Linked DNA regions of Mus musculus: regions 1 and 2 are each linked to region 3. Evidence: chromatin contacts called from public Hi-C and promoter capture Hi-C data. All regions are on one chromosome and are shown on one strand. The core of a region is the stretch at or near the end of the contact, and the rest is flanking DNA. Distances in the headings are between cores, read along the strand shown.

Region 1 (2,700 bases), core at 117-2,616, 2.7 Mb after region 3:
ATTTTTGTTTCCTGCATGGTTTGTCTCCTCAGTCATGGTCCACGGGACTCTGAGAAGTCGTAGGAATATGCAGGCGCAGACTCGAAAGCCCAGCTTCATCTCCAACGTTGTGGAAAGGGACTGTACATCACCGGGCAATGCCCTAAGCTCCCGTTCGCCACTAGGACAGAGCCCGGGGAGAGTGACCTCCCGGGATATCCACGTTGGAATGTCTGGTTAGCACCCAAACGTTTAGTCAACTTCAACAGGCGACTACACCCCCCCCCCCCACACACACAGTGTATATCACTAATAACGTACACATGGAGCAGAAAGCACTAAGCCAGCCTCAGGGTGAACGTACCTCCATCAACAAAGTACCTGAAATCATTGACCGGGTCTGCAAGAGAAGACTTTAATCAGTAAGTTAAACCCTTAGAGTACTCGGACGCACCCCCAGATTGCATGACTTAAAAAACTGTTTCCTGCATGGTTTGTCTCCTCAGTCATGGTCCACAGGACTCTGAGAAGTCGTAGGAATATGCAGGCGCAGACTCGAAAGCCCAGCTTTATCTCCAACGTTGTGGAAAGGGACTGTACATCACCGGGCAATGCCCTAAGCTCCCGCTCGCCACTAGGACAGAGCCCGGGGAGAGTGACCTCCCGGGATATCCACGTCGGATAGTCATGGTAATGTCTTTTTTTTTGACAAAATGCCACAGGGTCCTTTTGCCAGACCTCCAGCTGGAGGAAAAACCCCAAAAACGCCTGTCTCCAGAGTGCTGTGACTACAGACTTCAGCCACCTTTTCAGATCTTGAAGCAAACAGAACACAACACCCCCATCGGAACCAAACTATCCAGAAATTATCTACCTAAAAAAGGGTCCTCTGAAAAATGGGAGATTAATGAACAAAAAACTGCAGAAATCCCGTTACAAGGTGAAGAGAAAGTATAACTGGGAAGCAAGGCGAAATGATTAAGTTAAAACCGAACGCTGGAAGGCGGCTAACACTTCAAATCACAAGGCAGGAACCAAAGACCCTGTCCTCTTAAAGTGAACATTAAAGGAAAGTGCGTAGACCAACTCAGTCTCCCAGGCAATAATCCTGCGAGCGTTGGGATCCCCGAAAGAAAACGGTTACTGGGCTCGGAGGCGCGTGACCTCACGCCATGCTCGGCTAGTGAGCCCGGCCTCCCACACCGGGTCCGCCCAGCCGCGACCCTGCCTGTCTGCGGAGCCCGTGCGGGACCGCGCGGGCAAACCCTCAGCAGCCGAGAGCAGCGCACTGTACTCACCAAGAACAAGCACACCAAGAGAGCGACGCCTAGAGAGACAGACCCGCGCCGACGCAGCCATATTTATACCTTAAGTAACGCCCGGAAGTCAGGCGTGGTCGACTATGCCTGCGCCTGCGCAGGGTTACGCTCACTTAGAAGCATTGGAAATGCGCTAAGGCTGATGGGATCGAGAACTTTTACCCTACTAAGGTGTTGGCGGTCTTAGCGTGAAATTGTTGAGCTTGTGAGGTTTGTCCTCTCGGCCTGGATACACTGGTATATGCAAAATGAAAAAAAAAAAAAAAGCCTAGAGAAATATTTTCTAGATTCCAGAGTTTGAATCTACTTTGTTTGTGGAAGGAACAGTTGATACAGAACATAGATGCTACAATTAAAAACTTCCCATGGAGGGGGCCTGAGAGGTGGCTTAGTGGTTAAGATTCCTGGTTGAAGGCGGGAGGGTGGCGCACGCCTTTAGTCCTAGCACTCAGGAGGCAGAGGCAGGCGGATTTCTGAATTTAAGGCCAGCCTGGTCTACAGAGTGAGTTCCAGGTCATCCAGGGCCACACAGAGAAACCCTGTCTCGAAAAAACAAAAACAAAACACTAATGCTGTTTCCCAGATTTTTAAGACATGAAATTAAGCCTGATGAATGTTGTTGTGAAATATTTATTTGAAAGAATGGCTGTCTGGGCGTGATGGTGTAGGTTTTTCTGTTTTGTTTTTTGAGTCAGGGTTTCTCTGTATAGCCCTGGCTGTCCTGGAACTCTTTGTACACCAGGCTGGCCTCGAACTCAGAAACCCGCCTGCCTCTGCCTCCAGAGTGCTGGGATCAAAGGCGTGCGTCACCACACCCAGCTCCCATTGAGCCATCTTGTTGGCTCTGCCCTCTCCTTTCTGACATGGTTTTTCAGACCTCAGTCTCTCTCCACGAAAAACAGTGGGCAGTGTGAACCTTCAGAACAACCTTCTGGAGATGTTTTAACCCCAAAGCTGCAGGAACAAGGGGAGACCTAATAATCTGGACCACGGGAACATGGGATCAGAGAAACATCCAACAAAAAGTTCTGACTACTGGTTTCTTTTCACGCTTAGGGAAGGGTAATGTGCCAAGTGCCAAGCAGCAAATGAGTCACTGCTGAGGTGCCCTGGGCAGAAACTGGGCAGCCTGCCAGAGAGGACAGGCAGTACCAGCCACTCTGGTGACACCAGCCTGGTGACACCAACCTGAGGTTCATTCAGCTGTGGGCCATATTGAGTTAATCCTTGTAAGGGACTGTTGAAACTCCTTGTTCTCAAACATATGTAAAAATGGCATTTGTCAGCTGGGCGTGGTGGCACATGCCTTTAATCCCAGCACTCTCGAGGCAGAGGCAGGCAGATTTCTGAGTTCAAAGCCAGCCTGGTCTACAAAGTGAGTGCCAGGACAGCCAGGGCTACA
Region 2 (2,750 bases), core at 206-2,705, 2.6 Mb after region 3:
GATCTTAGATTTTTCCTCTAGAACGGAGTTGTGCAGAGAACTAAAAACCCAGAGAGAGTCTACCCTAGTGGAATACTTTTGTAATCTCAAGCACCCAAGAAGGTTACTAGCTCAAGGCCAGACTAGGCAATGTATCAAGATCCATTCTGAAAATATAAAAGAGTTGAGGCTGTCTATAGCTAGCTAGCCCTGTGTTGAATTTCTGATGAAGAAAAAAAAAAATCCCAAGAATTAGAAGGCAGGGAGGGACATGTCAGGAGACTGTTGGTATTAGTCTTTTTTTTTTTTTTTTTGTCTGTTGTCCTCCTGTGTCACCAGAGAGTCTGAGGCAGTTACCACTTTAACCCTTTCTCTCCTGGAGTCAACATTGGCATGTGCCTGAGTCCTGCTTCCTGCTAGAGGATCTAGGGTTTGGAGATCTATGGAGGAGCCGGACACCCGCCCAGTCCTTGTCCAGCTTGATGTCCCCCTGCTGCAGGGCCTGTTCGATGGCGCTGGTGACAGTGTCAAAGGCCAGGTCGACATTGCAGTTGCTTTTGGCCGAGGTCTCCATGAAGCCCATGCCCAGAGAGGCAGCAAGTTCCTCTGCTTCCTGAGAGGATACGCATCGGGTGTTCAGGTCACACTTGTGGCCAACCAGTAAGAAGACCACCTTGTCAGGGCCCTGAGTGGATACGACCTCCTGGTGCCAGGCTTGGATGTGTTCAAAGGACTCTCTGTTCGTCACATCAAAGACCAACAGAACGCCCACCATGTTCCGGTAAAAAGACCTGGTGATGCACCTGAAGGGGAGTGTGTGTATAATCGGGAAAATTGTAATGGCTTTAAGACAGTCTTAGAGCCCGCCCACCTCCACCCCGAGATCCACAGGCAGCTTCCTGTGCCTGCATACAAGTCTTCCTTCCCACCCCTTGACATGTCTGCTTCGGCTCTCTGCATCTCTGGGAAAGTCAGAGTTTTAGTGCCAATTCTCTTTATGCTGCTGTTCCTCTAGGGCTGGGTAAGGCCTTTGGGGGTGGGGATGTGGTTCAAAGACCACAGCACAAGCTGGGGCTGGGGGCTTGGCCCACTCCGCGGAGTTTGAAGGATGAATGACTGAATAGGGAGGGGTGCAGGGTAGGGACCATGGATCCTTGCTTGAGCCCCTGCAGTTGGCACCTGTGAGAAAGGGTCCCCCCAAGTGACTGACATTACCCACTTCTCGCCGCACCTGAAGCACTCTTGGCCTGCGGTGTCCCAGAGCTGCAGTTTGACTCGCAGCCCAGCGGGTAGTTGCAGCGCGCGGCTGTAGAACTCCACGCCTACAGTGGGTTCGGGATCCGGCTCCGCCGCCCCCCGCGCGCCCGCCACGTAACACCGTAGCAGTGACGTCTTGCCCACCCCTGCGTCCCCGAGCAGCGCGATCCGAAATTGGTAGCTGCAGCCGGCCGCCTCCATAGGATCTGGGCTCCCCGCTGACCTCAGACAGTTTCTGTGTGGCTCCGCCCCTCTCCCCCCACCCCCACTCCCCCATGAGTCTGTTACTGGTACAGCATCCAGGAAGGGTCAAGATCTGGAGAACTTGATCCTGGAAGGCAATCCCGGATGTAGTTGGTCGGGCAAGACCTAAATCACTACCTCTGTAAAATGGGACAGTTACCACTTTTGCTTCACAGTATAAAGGAATTAAAAAGTCTTTAATCCCACAACTGGTGAGGTAGAGAAAGGAGGATCTCTGAGTTGGAGGCCAGCCTGGGCTACAAAGTTCCATCCAGGGCAGCCAGTGCTATGCAGAGAAACCTTGTCTCCGATTAAAAAAAGAAAGCCGGGCTGGTGAGATGGCTCAGTGGGTAAGAGCACCCGACTGCTCTTCCGAAGGTCCAGAGTTCAAATCCCAGCAACCACATGGTGGCTCACAACCATCCTTAACGAGATCTGACTCCCTCTTCTGGAGTGCCTGAAAACAGCTACAGTGTACTTACATATAATAAATAAATAAATCTTCAGTTGTGGCACACGCCTTTAATCCCAGCATTTGGGAGGCAGAGGCAGGTGGATTTGAGTTCGAGGCCAGCCTTGTCTACAGAGTGAGTTCCAGGACAGCCAGGGCTACACAGAGAAACCCTGTCTAAAAAACAAAACAACAACAACAAAAAAAAAAACCACTTAGATTCAGCTTTAGTGGACTATTTTAGGCTTAGGCTTAGGAGTCCAAGGCTCAAAGGTGTGGCTTGTCCCATGTGGCTTGTCCCAGGTCATACAGTGCTTCTTAGAGTCATAGTGACTCTAAGCCCATGACTGACTCCCTTGATGCCTAAAAAGAGACAGTCAGAAAGCCAGGATGACCCGGTTGGGTCTTGGGTTCCGTTTGGATGAAAGCTCACATGAGGCAGCACGTGTGCACTCAGATCTGGCTTCTAGAAGCGGAAGGAAGGAATCACAGCTGGAGTTTTGGCTGGTCCCAGGCAGTGTTTGTTTGTTTGTTTGTTTGTTTCAAGACAGGGTTTCTCTGTGTAGCCCTGACTGTCCTGGAACTGCTCTGTAGACCAGGCTGGCCTGCCTCTGTCACCACCACCCAGCATGGGCCTAGGCAGTTCTCAACCTTACAAGGAGGTGGTTACTCCACTCACTTCTACAATGGAAGAAACTGAAGCTCAGAGAAATTACATGGCAGGCCCAAGCTCATTCACTAAGGAAGACTTCAACAGCAGGCAAAACCCAGAGTTTTGTTTATTTGTTTGTTTATTTATTTTATTTGAGGCAGGGTTTCT
Region 3 (2,744 bases), core at 232-2,731:
GGGATTCTCTGTGTAACCCTGGCTGTCCTGGAACTCACTCTGTAGACCAGGCTGGCCTCGAACTCAGAAATCTGCCTGCCTCTGCCTCCTGAGTGCTGGGATTAAAGAAGTGCGCCACCACGCCAGGCGTGAATTCACATTTTAAGCGACTAAGTAGCACAGAATAGCCTCAAACTCACAACCCACCTGCCTCAGTCTCCCAAATGCTAGGATGACAGGATGACAGGCATGTGCTACCAGACTGTTATTTTTACTGCCAGTTCCCTTAATCCGGTTCACTGGACCAGTTTGGTAAGATTTTCAGAGCCTGAGTCCTGAGCTGCTCAGCGCTGGTATTTGCTGGATTTTATCTGGATCTGAGTCTCCAGACGCTACAATCTGGTCAGGTTTGAGACAAGTTTTCCCTCCAGGGCCCTGAGATCTAACTCAATGACCCACGGCCTGGCCTTAACGTCAGAATGGCCTTAGAAAGAGCGCTGTGGTTGGGAATCTCAAACTTAAGATTTTACAAAACTATATTCCCTAAGCTTAGTAGTCTAGCCTAAGATCCTAGGCAGCATCCTGCACTTAGCTCCCAAACCCTTAATCGAAGTTATAACTTCCTCAACTTCCTCACAGCAACACAGTAGCCTCCATTCATACACACGGTGCCCAAGCTTTCCTATCTCTGAAGGTTTTCTGACAGCTCTTCACAATATGCATGTCCAGAAAGCTGACTTCAAGCCCCAAACCGGAAGCTTTGTTCACACGCTGTTATATTTGGTTTGGTTTAGAACCCCCCCCCCCAACACACACCCTCAGCCCAGGAACTCTGCCCACACCCACTATCTTTTAGAAGCTCGGCACCCACATAAAGCCCCTAGCCCAGAAACCCCGCCCACACACAACTGTCAACCCCAAGACCCCGCCCACAAGCCGGGCAATGCTCTCTAGGACTGGAAGCTTGAATCGGAATGGACTCCCTTGGTGGGCTAGGTGTCCCTGCGGCCCCACCGCTCTCAGTGTAAACCCCTATAGTCCAGAAAATTCTCTCCCCCACCGGCAATCACAAAAGGCGAACCCTAAGCTCTCAGCCCCTCCCACCAGAGTGCCCGGCCCCCATCTGCAGACAGGAGAATTGTGTGCCCCAAAGAAAGCCTGAGCCCCTCCGAGCCCCTCTCCCTTTTGGAAGCTCCGCCTACCAAGCGGTGACCCGCCCCCTCAGGACCGGAGGGGCGGGGTCCCGCCTGCGCCGCGTCCCTTCCCCTCCCCCTCCCCCTGCCCGCGACTCCGGTCCGCGTGGGGAGGCAGTTCGCAGCCAGGCTCCCCGCTATCCCGCGACCCCCGAACGAGCCCAGCCAGCTCTGCTCACCCATCTCCTTCCCCCGGCGCTCTCCGCTCACCGCCGCAGCTCCTGCGGGCAATATGTCGGAGGCGACGGCGGCCGAGAGAGGACTAACCGCCGCAGCCCGGGCCGGGTATCAGCCGCACGCTCCCTCCGGCTGCTCAATTTGCATGCTAGGCGGGCTGGGAGTCGGGAGCGCGCTTCTTAAAGGGGCCGTTTGGACAAAAGCTGTGCTAACGCTCTTTGTCTTGCCTTTCCCCACGCCTTTCCCGCAGCTGCTGCTCAAGAGATTCTGGAGCGGGCGAACCCACCTCCCGTGTTTCTTCACCCTGTTCTGACTTAGAGGAGGACACCAGAGCGGCCTTTTGCCTCTAGTGAAGTCCTGTTTTTGTACAACACAGTCACCTCATACTCAGCGAGTCCCAAACTGGGCTTTCAGAACTCTTAGGCTTTAGTGTGCTTTGGCCCACCCCAGTCAAAATCTACGAGTCACTTCCCCTTTCCTCCAAAACTCTATATCCAATTTTTGGCCTCATCTTGATGACCCTAAACTCTATCCATTTCTCATGTTTGATTCTCATGTTCTCCACTGTTGATTTCACTGCCACCACCTTAGCTAAGAACCTGTGCCTGCCATTTTCAAATTTCGAAATAGTGTTAATGGGTATTAATAATAACCGCCTATTAGGGTTCTTAACATTTTAGAATTTGGTGTGCCGGAGAGAGGGAGGGATGCGCAGAGCAGTGGACTTGGGAAGACAACTGGTAGTAGTACTGGTTCTTCTACCATGTAGCCTAACACGTAGGCTATCGGGCTTGGCTACAAGAACCTTTACTTGCTGAGATATCTCGCCAGCCCTTTGATTTTGGTTTTTAAGACAGAGCCTCTGGTAGCCTGGGCTGTCCTTGAATTTGCTATGGATTAGAGGATGTCCTTGAATTTCTGATCCTGCTTCATAGTGTCGGAATTATTACTCTCACTATGACAGATTTATTCAGGGATGGAAATCAAACCTAATGCAAGCACAAATTATCTTGTAGGCATGGAAGATTAAATGAGACAATCCATGTAGTACCTGTTTTAATCAGTGTTAGCCATCATGTTTGGCAAACACTTAACAGAGGAAGCAAGTAGCTACTGTTATTGTTAGTGTAATTTCTTCCCTTGCAAGACTAATAAGCAGTCTATGGGGGTGAGGGTAGGAGATTAAAATTAGGGCCTCATACAGGCTAGGCAAGTGTTCTATCATTCAGTTATATTCTCAGCCTCATAAGCAATCTTTATATTATTGTTAAGTTTTTTTTTAATTTTATGTGAGTACACTGTAGCTGTAAAGATGGTTGTGAGCCTTCAAGTGGTTGTTGGGAATTGAATTTTTAGGACCTGTGCTCGCACCAGTCAACCCCCCTCACTGGGGCC

The links. Promoter capture Hi-C pulls out the DNA fragments that hold promoters and counts their contacts. Hi-C and Micro-C count contacts between places; a contact is called where the count stands out from the background.
Region 1: a Hi-C map of B cells shows a contact between it and region 3, with 5 read pairs. The contact joins the promoter of Snhg3 here to the promoter of Tmem39b in region 3. A contact is called at or near these places in 1 of 39 promoter capture datasets (pre-B cells) and 1 of 484 Hi-C or Micro-C datasets (B cells).
Region 2: a contact with region 3 is called in a promoter capture Hi-C map of hippocampal neurons, with 2.9 times the contacts expected there. The contact joins the promoter of Rab42 here to the promoter of Tmem39b in region 3. A contact is called at or near these places in 2 of 39 promoter capture datasets (hippocampal neurons and liver).

What each region holds. Positions count from the first base shown.
Region 1 is chr4:132,352,320-132,355,019 of GRCm38.p6, forward strand. It overlaps Snhg3 (small nucleolar RNA host gene 3), which reads right to left and starts at 1,367. Exons shown (of 3, transcript NR_003270.2): 1 at 1,278-1,367; 2 at 344-379. It overlaps Snora73b (small nucleolar RNA, H/ACA box 73b), which reads right to left and starts at 207; the gene lies at 3-207. Snora73a (small nucleolar RNA, H/ACA box 73a) reads right to left here and starts at 660; the gene lies at 456-660. RefSeq lists a cis regulatory region at 1,106-1,625.
Region 2 is chr4:132,301,901-132,304,650 of GRCm38.p6, forward strand. It overlaps Rab42 (RAB42, member RAS oncogene family), which reads right to left and starts at 1,456. Exons shown (of 2, transcript NM_001081651.1): 1 at 1,211-1,456; 2 at 294-782. The coding sequence starts at 1,437. The coding sequence ends at 362.
Region 3 is chr4:129,695,364-129,698,107 of GRCm38.p6, forward strand. Tmem39b (transmembrane protein 39b) reads right to left here and starts at 1,482. Exons shown (of 9, transcript NM_199305.2): 1 at 1,352-1,482. The coding sequence starts at 1,355.